Linked DNA regions of Hordeum vulgare: region 1 is linked to region 2. A link is a contact called in public Hi-C data. All regions are on one chromosome and are shown on one strand. Each heading gives the region's core, a stretch centred on a gene start, on an enhancer-like site or on the middle of the called end of the contact. The rest is flanking DNA. Distances are from core to core; before and after follow the strand shown. Region 1 holds the start of LOC123443998 (histone-lysine N-methyltransferase ATX4-like). Region 2 holds the start of LOC123443997 (cytosolic isocitrate dehydrogenase [NADP]).

Region 1 (4,268 bases), core at 257-2,756, 340 kb after region 2:
CTCGGCGGCGAAGATGGTTTTTGTTGGATCCGCTACTCAATTTTGCTGGAACGAGCGCTCGTTTTTGCTGCAACAGGCGACCGAGATGTAACAAGCTATGGCATGAGGCGTGAGTGACGATGAGCACCGGGGGTGAGGCATGACATGTGACGGACGAGCTGTGGCATGAGGCGTGAGCGACGACGAGCATCGGGGTGCTGCAGGCATGGAGCTCGTCGGTGACCGAAGACGAGGGTGGAAACTAGGGACGATCAGCGGTGAGAGTGGATGAGGAGGTGAGGCGAGGGGGGTGGTGTGTGCTTGGGCGGCGGGGAGGAGCGAGCGCCGCGCCAAGCTCGCAGCTGTGATGCGAGGGATAGGGGAGGCGCAAGGAGGAAAACATGGTTCGGGGGATAAGATCTAAACGGTCCAGGATGCGCTAGTCGAACGACCGTGCGATGACCGGCCGAAAAGATTGGGCCGGTGTGCCGGCGGAGAGTACTGTTCTTTACAATCTCGACGAGGAGAATTTCTTGAATGAATAAAAAAAACAAGAAGAAGCAAACTAGGGCGAGAAAAGCCCTTTTAGAAAAAGGACGAGAAAGGCTGCACGCAGTGGAACCAACAATCCTTTTTACTCCAAAATTAATTCTTGTGTCGTAGCGTTGTCCGGAGGCTGGAGCAGCTTCACTCATGGCCATGGACATTCCTTGTAATTTGACACACAACATGAAGGCAGTGCCACACACGCCGCCCATGCTCTTTGCTCCGATGGCCATGGCCATGGAAGAGCCAACTCCGACGGTACGACTACAGGAATCTGACCGGGCCACCGAGAGAGAATCCAGCAAACAAGCCCGTGCCCGTGCCCGTGCCGTGCCTCCTATTCCCTCCAACTCCGGCGAATCGTGGCCGCGGAAGCACCCGCAGTCGGGGCCAAGGCGACACGAATGTACGGCGGAAGTGTCATCCGGCCGGGCCGGCCACGGCCAAAGCTGCACGCCTTCGCGACCGTGGATTCGAGCACGGCGACCACGACTCCAATCAGATAGATTTATATTTCAATTCATCAAAAGAGAAAAAGAAGTCCGACCGATCGTCCATCTATCGATCCTTGGATCAACGCCCGCCGGTGATGCTGCCCGCTGCCAGCGTGCGCTCTCCTCACTTGGCCCGTGCACCATTTTTGGTTCGCGATTCGCACAACAAGGCCGACATGGAAACTCGCAGGAACGAGAAATCCCACCGGAAGCTCCACCTAGACCAGATCATCAAGCACCGCTCACTGCCAGGGCCGAGCTGCACGAGATCGAGCTCGAAACAAGAACAAGAACAAAAATAAAAAACCCGGAAATTTCTTCGTTCCGTCGGGGCGCCGAAATCGCCCATCAACCATCGATCTTTCCATCGAGACGGTCGCATCTGGATCAACCCGTCTCTCCGCCCGGGAGGGGCGATGAATCATCAGGACAGGTACAGCGCCTACCTACCTGCTCGTCGTGACGTCGCCCTGGCTATAGCTCCCCTGCCCACACTGCACAAAACTCGTTCATGGCCACCTTGATCATCTCTCTCTCTCTCCTCCCGTCCATGTCGAAAGCCATCTCCTCCAAACCCAAACTCAAACCCAAAAGAAACACAACTCGCAAGCCCGGACCGAATTCCGGATTGGAAGCCCAAACAAACCCACACGAATCGAAACGAAATTCCGGGCGGGCGAGAAAAATGCTGCTCGTACCACGACGCCAGAACGCCAACTCCAACTGGCCTCCTCCGTCCGTCTCCATGGAGGCGCACCGTCACCACCACACCAGCAGCAAAATCCAACAGCGAGTCGAGAGGACGGCAACTCCACCTGCACCCACGACGAAGACGACGACGACTTCCATCCATGTAACCACCCATCCCATCCACGACCGCCATCCTCCTCCTCCTCCCGCACGAAAGACGAAACCAACCCAATCCCACGAGAAGAGAAAAATCAGGGCCAGGATCGTTTTTACAACCGGGTCCGTCGCGCTCGTTTCTCGTACGACTTCTTCTTCCGGAGCCCCATTAGAACACACAAAGAACAGCCACCTTCCCAAGCCGAACCCAAAAACAAAGAGGAAAAAAATCCCAATCCCCCCAATCCCGATTTCTCTCTCTCTCCGGCCGCATCTCCGTCCAAGATTTCTTCTTTGCTCCCCCTTCCCCCCGCCGTCTCGGCGACGGCTCGTGGGGAGAGGCGGGGGACGAATTCCCCTCCTCTCCAGTTCGCCGCGGCGAGGGCGGGGCTAGGGTTTGCAGGGGAACCCTCCCCGAATTCGCCGTGATCTCGCCGCCGGGCCGGTGAATTCGGGCGGGGGGAAAGGGTTCGCGTGGGATGATCTTCAAGCGGACCCAGCGCCCGGAGATCCTCAGCCTCAAGCGCTGCAATGCCGAGGCCGAGGGCGGCGCCGGCGAGCGCCGTCCAAAGAGGCAGAGGGGTGACGACTTCTTCCCCGTCGAGCTGCTCGGCCACGTGCCGGCCTCCGGCATCCCTTACGCCGCCGCCGGGTTCCGCTGGTGCGAGGAGCCCGAGGTTGCATCGCCTGCCTGTGCTGAGCCGCCGCCCGCCGCCACGCGCCCGCCTGTTGTCCGGACGTCGCGCGGCCGTGCCCAGGTGCTGCCCTCGCGGTTCAATGACTCGGTGCTCATCGACCCCTGGAAGAAGGAGAAGCCGGCTAAGCCACCTGCGCCGCCCAAGGTCGAGCAGCTCGTTCCCAAAACCAAGCCGCTCTGCCGTAAAGGTGCAATCTTGGATAGGACTTGCGCATTGTCAGAGGTGGACGACGACGAGGAGGCACAGCGTTACCGAGTGTGCCAGAATTTTGTTGCCTCCAGGAAGTACTCCATGTCCCTCAGCACGCTCACCTCCTTGCACGATGAACCGTACAGCCGTTACCATAGAAACGAGTTGATGGATGACGAAGATGAAGAGGAAGAAGAGGACCGGCAGGCACACAAGGAGGACCTTCATTGGAGCACACAGTTTTTGTATGGCGACATTGTGTGGGCACGGCTCGGCAAGCGGCAGCCAGCGTGGCCAGGAGTTGTCGTCGACCCAGCTCGGCAGGCCGCTGCCGATGCAATGCCGCCCCAGCCGCGTGGAGGCGCTGTGCTTTGTGTGATGCTGTTTGGCTGGCGTGCAGAGTTCGGTGACGAGAAGGTACGTTAACTACTGTTTTGTTAGGGCTGGCTGACTTGAATTGGTGCTACTTCCTCTTTTGCTTTCGAGTTTTTTTTTTCTTTTTTTTTTGCTCAATGATCATTTGATGACGCCTGTGTCTTGCAGAAGTATGTCTGGGTGAGGCAAGGAGGGATTTTTCCTTTTGTGGACTACATTGACCAGTAAGTACTTGTAATTCACTAAAAATAACGTATTAATTATTGCATTTAAAGTGCTGCGAAAGCATATCAGGAAGTCCTTTCTATTGGCTAGAAGTAGAAGTAATTGTGCCGAGCTATAGAATAGCACCCACGCATGTGCTAAGAAATATCTGTATTTCCATTTCAGATTTCAAGGGCAGACAGATGTGAGCAATCTCAAACCTGGTGATTTCCAGAGGGCACTAGAAGAGGCCTTTTTGGCCGATCAGGGGTTCTCCGAAGTGCCGATGGATGACAGCACAGCAGGGCAGCCTGTTGTGTGTCAACCTTGTCCAGACGAATTAGAAGAAGTGACTGGCTCAAACGAGCTGGAGGGCCAGGCACAGATTAAGGCAAGTTGACAATTTTTTATATCTGATGCACAACTAAGAAGATATGTATTCACTGGAAATTTCAGAAATTTATCAATATTTCTGCATTAATTTTTGCCAATAAGTTTTTGGTGTTCTATCTACGCATTAATTTTAGGTATATGGTTTATGTTTATCTGCATTCGTATGATTTTTCTTCAATCCTAAACTTTAGACAGGGGCCGAATGCCTGAAAAGTGCATTGATGCATGACTGCAGAAAAATCTTCTAAGAAACATAATCTAGCAGACATAGTACTGTGTGCGTATAAGCAGAATGATAAAATTGAGCATGTTTATGTATAGTGGAGTACCAATGGTTATTCAACTTATTGGCTCTATATGGCTCGCCTTCTGGTTCAGTCAGTGGCCGACCATAGTTAGTAACACCATTACACTTCAGTGCTGCTTGTACTATTATATCACAAAATGGAACTGCTTCTTCAACTGTCATGTGTTGCCCCAATAGATTGATTAGATGTTTGCTTATTGTCTCTACACAGCATTATAGAAGTGAATTGCAGTGTGA
Region 2 (4,720 bases), core at 1,638-4,137:
TCCTATGCAGAGACTCAAAAGTTAAGAGTGTGCTGTGACCTTGAGCTAAGAAATCACTCTGCACATCTCCGTCATAGTTCTTGCAAGCCCAAACATAGCCTCCTTCGCTCTTAAGTGCATAGGCAACCATGTCATCAATGAGACGATGTTCATACCTACCAAAAAGCAACTCATGACATACCGTGTTTCAAAAAACTCATGACGTACTGTGACAAAAGATTCCAAAAGAGCTCGAAGCAAGAATCAGTTCAAAACCTACCATATTCCGGCAGCCTCATATTTGGATTTCCAGCCAGCTTCATAAATCTCCTGGAAAATGTCCTTGAACCTACGCAATAAAAGTATATTTAGCCTGATATAATTGTCTCAGAACAGGCCTTACCTATAATTTAAGTGTAGCTATGAACTACCTGCCATCATATTTCTTAAGGATGGTGTTTTTTGTGCTAAGGTACAACGGCCATTTCTTCTCATAAGCAATTGCCAAAGAAGCTTCAGCAAAACCTCGAATTGACTGAACACAATAATTAATTAATTAATTAGATGTCAGGATTTTACTACAAAATGCAAAAATTGTTTGTAATTACAGAAACCAGTCCGGGCATAGTAGTACCTCATCTGTGTTGTACATAGCCATGGCAACTCCTCCAGCACCAGTGAAGTTAAAAACCTCAAGGTCAACCGTCTCGTCTTTTCCCTCTGCCAGTAGACCAAAGAAACAAAAAGGCAAAGAATATCAGCGTTTGCTAGCACCAGTTCTGTGAACAAACAATACAATCATACATGAAAACATAGAACTGCAAAGAATTCATTCTATCACACTTCATTTTAAGTGGGGTGATTATGCAACCGTACCAAAAACTAGTCTGAGTTTGCCAGGTCCCTTGAGAACGGCATCAGTTGCTCTGTACTGATCACCGAAAGCATGCCTTCCAATGCAGATGGGCTTAGTCCATCCTGATTATACCAAGAAACAGTTTAGCAGGGGAATTTTGCATTTCAAAATGTGTGTTTGCACGAAAAAAAGTATGTAGTAGTTTTAATCCTACTTACCTGGAACAAGCTTTGGGACATTCTTGCATATAATTGGCTCTCTGAACACGGTGCCTGAAGGTAACAAGCGTAAAGAGAAATGTCAACAACCTAACCACATCCATTTTCTAAGCGGAAACCTAATATGTACTCCCTCTGTCCCTAAATAAGTGACTCAAAAATAGCTCAGTTTTGTACTAACTTTAGTATAAAGTAGAGTCACTTTTTAGTCACTTATTTTGGGACGGAGGGAGTACATTATATTGAAAAATACACCAGGAGCTTACCGTTTATAATGTTCCTAATTGTGCCATTTGGGCTCCTCCACATTTGTTTTAGGTTGAACTCCTTAACCCGATCTTCATCTGTCATGGTGAAGTAACAAGATATTAGAGAGAAAATATCATCAAAAAGTGCTGGTGCTTCAAAAATACGAAGAACAAATAATTGAGTTGCATAAGCTGAGTAAAATATACCTGGAGTAATAGTTGCACACTTAATAGCCACATTGTACCTGAATAACATCGGATTAGAGCAAGCACTATAAAACAACAAAGTCCTAAGAATGTGCTAAAGTTATATATGGTCAAATCCTTCTGACAAAGCACCTAGTTTCAAAGATATGCAAATGATATAACTAATCAACAAGATTAATGAAAAGATATCTCCCTCACTGTTAACAATATTTGAATAATCAAGAACATCAATCATAGTATTCAATATTCGGAAGGAAATATACCACAACAGGATAATTAATGGGTTCAAGTAACAAATTGCAGGCTACATAAATCGCTTGAAATGGTGTGATCACAGCAATCATATTTTTCCTTGAACCCAAGCATAATATCAGCACAAACTCAAACTATTAAAAACTTCTTACTTGAGAGTAGCCTCTGCAGCCTCCACTGTAACCTTGTCATCAGTTGCATCGCGGTGCAGAACTCCCAAGTCAAAGTATTTGATGTCCAAGTCCAAAAATGGGAAGATAAGCTGAAACAAACGAAAGAATCAGGCTGACAGCATATGGAAAACAAGAACCACACACACACAATGGCCCAAGCGGATCAGATTTGTTAGAGTTGTTGCTTATTGATTACCTTGTCCTTGATAGACTGCCAGAATACTCTGGTCATCTCATCACCTATAGGTAATAAAAAAACAAGACATCAGCACGACAGTGGACCAACAAATCAATTTGATTACATAAGACGGAAAAAAAAACTCAGATGCAACATGCGTTGCAGACATGAAGCACTGGCTACGATTGGACCCAAAGCGCGAAAAACACTCAAGGTTTCCGTTTCTGAAAATAGATTTCAAAAACGAGATCCAGTAGTTATACGTCAGCCAGAACTATTTCACCGGCAGAGTACGGCCCACCCTGCACCTTCCCACTGTAAATATACAATCATGATCGTACCCAAGGTGTCATGCATGCGCAATTATCTCGCCATGTACTGTACGTTCTAATTCCGATCTCTGACACCACGGCGGCAATCCAACTGCGGAGGTAGATCAGAGACACCTGAGCCCAAGAGCTATCAGAGATTTAAAAAAAGGAGGAGCAGGACGACGGGTAGATCTCTCAGATCCCCCGTCATCACCCCGGCCAGAATACAAAATTCAGCACATGTATCGTTTGTATCGGCAAGCGAACGGCGGAGATAGATCTGCCGGGGAGGGGAGCGGGAGAGGGATCTGACCGTCCATCTCGACGATGGGGTTGGCGACCTTGATCTTCTCGAACGCCATGGCGGTCGCGGCGGAGGCGCTGCCTGCCTCGGATGTCGGGAGCGGGGAGGGGCAGGTTGGTGGGGAGGCGGCGGCTGTGGTGGCACGGAGAGGAGAGAGAACGGAGTGAGCAGCTTTGCCAGCGCATTTAAAGACCAGGCCGGAGGGGGCGAGTAGGGCCCGTTTGCGGTAGGTATATTTTAGAAAAAACATTTAAATCTGCGTCAGTGGCCGATGGGATCGGATCAGACTGCGCGTGGGGGCGGGGGTGGGGTATTTGGACTTTGGATGCTGCGTGCGGGTGTTGGGACTTTGGGACCTCCGTGGCCAAGGAGTTTTTGGCTTGCAAGTGTTCGAAGAGTCCGACTTTTTTATTTATTTTATTATTATTGATATTATTTTAAAAATACTCAGATATACGTACATACATTTATTTGTATGAACGCACGTATGCACGTATATTCTATCCTAGGAGCATTTTTTGAAAGGCCTTATCGATACATCATTTTAAAATTGACGAAATCATCTCAGACACCTTCATACAAAAACATCACCTTTCACTAAGCACATCTTGGAAGGCATGAAATAAATCCAGAAAAATATAAGCATATGTGTCAAGCCCTATGACTTGAACTCTGACGGGCAAAAGATATCACTATTTTTCGAACCATTCAATCACAGATTGATTTACGCGTTTTTTTATTATTTTTTTAGCACTGCTATATAATCAATCCGTTTCTAAATATAAGTAATTTTAAAAATTATAATATGAACTATATATAAATGTATATAAACATATTTTAGAATATGAATTTATTTATTTTACTCTATACATAGTCGGTAGTGAAATCTTTAAAAATGCTTATATTTAAGAAGAGAAGAAGTACGTGACATTGTGTACATGATTCATGCACGACAGCATATATGAATCAGTGTGTATCAAAGTGCAGCACGTGATTGGATTGTCCATAGTTGTCATGCATACATGCATCGTCCGTACAAATAGTTTCGGCTTTTTACCGTAACTCAATGAGTCTGAATTTTTTGGACAACAAGTAAGAAAAATCTAATAATATTCAACGAACATTCATTAGGTATGGGTTTGCGAACATTCTTCATGGCTGCTAAAACATGGCAATTCCTTTGAGCAAACACAGAAGATTTCACACCCAAATCCATTTGTTTGCAAGTTTGTCATGCATTTCTGACAACATTATCATGCGTTTTTGAAGAATTGACATAAAAAATGATCGTAAATGGCATGCTTCCAAATAAACGTCCATGGGCTCTTGCGGTACAAAAAAAGAAATCTAAGTTTTGCTACGGTTATCTTGGAGCTTTAGGTTTGGTGGGTTTGTGGCTCACAACATTTTTAGTTGAACCCCCTTTGTCCGATGTAGAGGCCGGACAGGACCCAGACAAAAAACGGTTTCTCGATTTTCAGCCAAATGTATGGGTTGTCCATCATTCTTCAAACTCAACCTAAATTCTAGGATCGTTCATATGTGTTCGTCATATCGAACTCATGGTGTGAACCCATAAAAACCTAGCTCTATGTCACGGAGCTCATTAGTTTGCCCACCCGCGTTCATGATATGGTGTCGGCATGTCGCCCTTACCGAGCTCGTCATCGACCCCACCCTCTTCACGAAGAACTATGACATACTAGAGTCCCTCTAGTCCGAACATATGATAACAACATATCACCGCAAGATCCGTCTCTCTTACGTCAAGTGGGAGCAACTCTTATATAGGACCCCAACGATGTGGATATGCCCTCTATCCGCCCCGCCACCAACGACAAAAGAGGTCCGCGACTCTAACAAAAGGTTCATGAAGCTCTCTCGGACAAGCAGTAGGGGAGTTGTTGGTTCAGTTCGGAATTTCCTTTTGTAGTTCGTAGCTCCTTCTTATCTACTCCCTCCGTTCCTAAATATAAGTCTTTTAAGATATTTTA

What was found. Hi-C and Micro-C count contacts between places; a contact is called where the count stands out from the background.
Region 1: a contact with region 2 is called in a Hi-C map of seedling, with 3 times the contacts expected there. The contact joins the promoter of LOC123443998 here to the promoter of LOC123443997 in region 2. A contact is called at or near these places in 4 of 6 Hi-C or Micro-C datasets (leaf and seedling) and 1 of 1 datasets of contacts at active chromatin or transcription factors (embryo).

What each region holds. Positions count from the first base shown.
Region 1 is chr3H:404,799,625-404,803,892 of MorexV3_pseudomolecules_assembly, forward strand. LOC123443998 (histone-lysine N-methyltransferase ATX4-like) reads left to right here and starts at 1,507. Exons shown (of 23, transcript XM_045120592.1): 1 at 1,507-3,169; 2 at 3,296-3,351; 3 at 3,518-3,722; 4 at 4,243-4,268. The coding sequence starts at 2,345.
Region 2 is chr3H:404,453,707-404,458,426 of MorexV3_pseudomolecules_assembly, forward strand. It overlaps LOC123443997 (cytosolic isocitrate dehydrogenase [NADP]), which reads right to left and starts at 2,888. Exons shown (of 15, transcript XM_045120591.1): 1 at 2,736-2,888; 2 at 2,130-2,173; 3 at 1,913-2,022; 4 at 1,509-1,546; 5 at 1,320-1,397; 6 at 1,054-1,107; 7 at 856-957; 8 at 614-699; 9 at 411-514; 10 at 260-328; 11 at 40-155. The coding sequence starts at 2,784.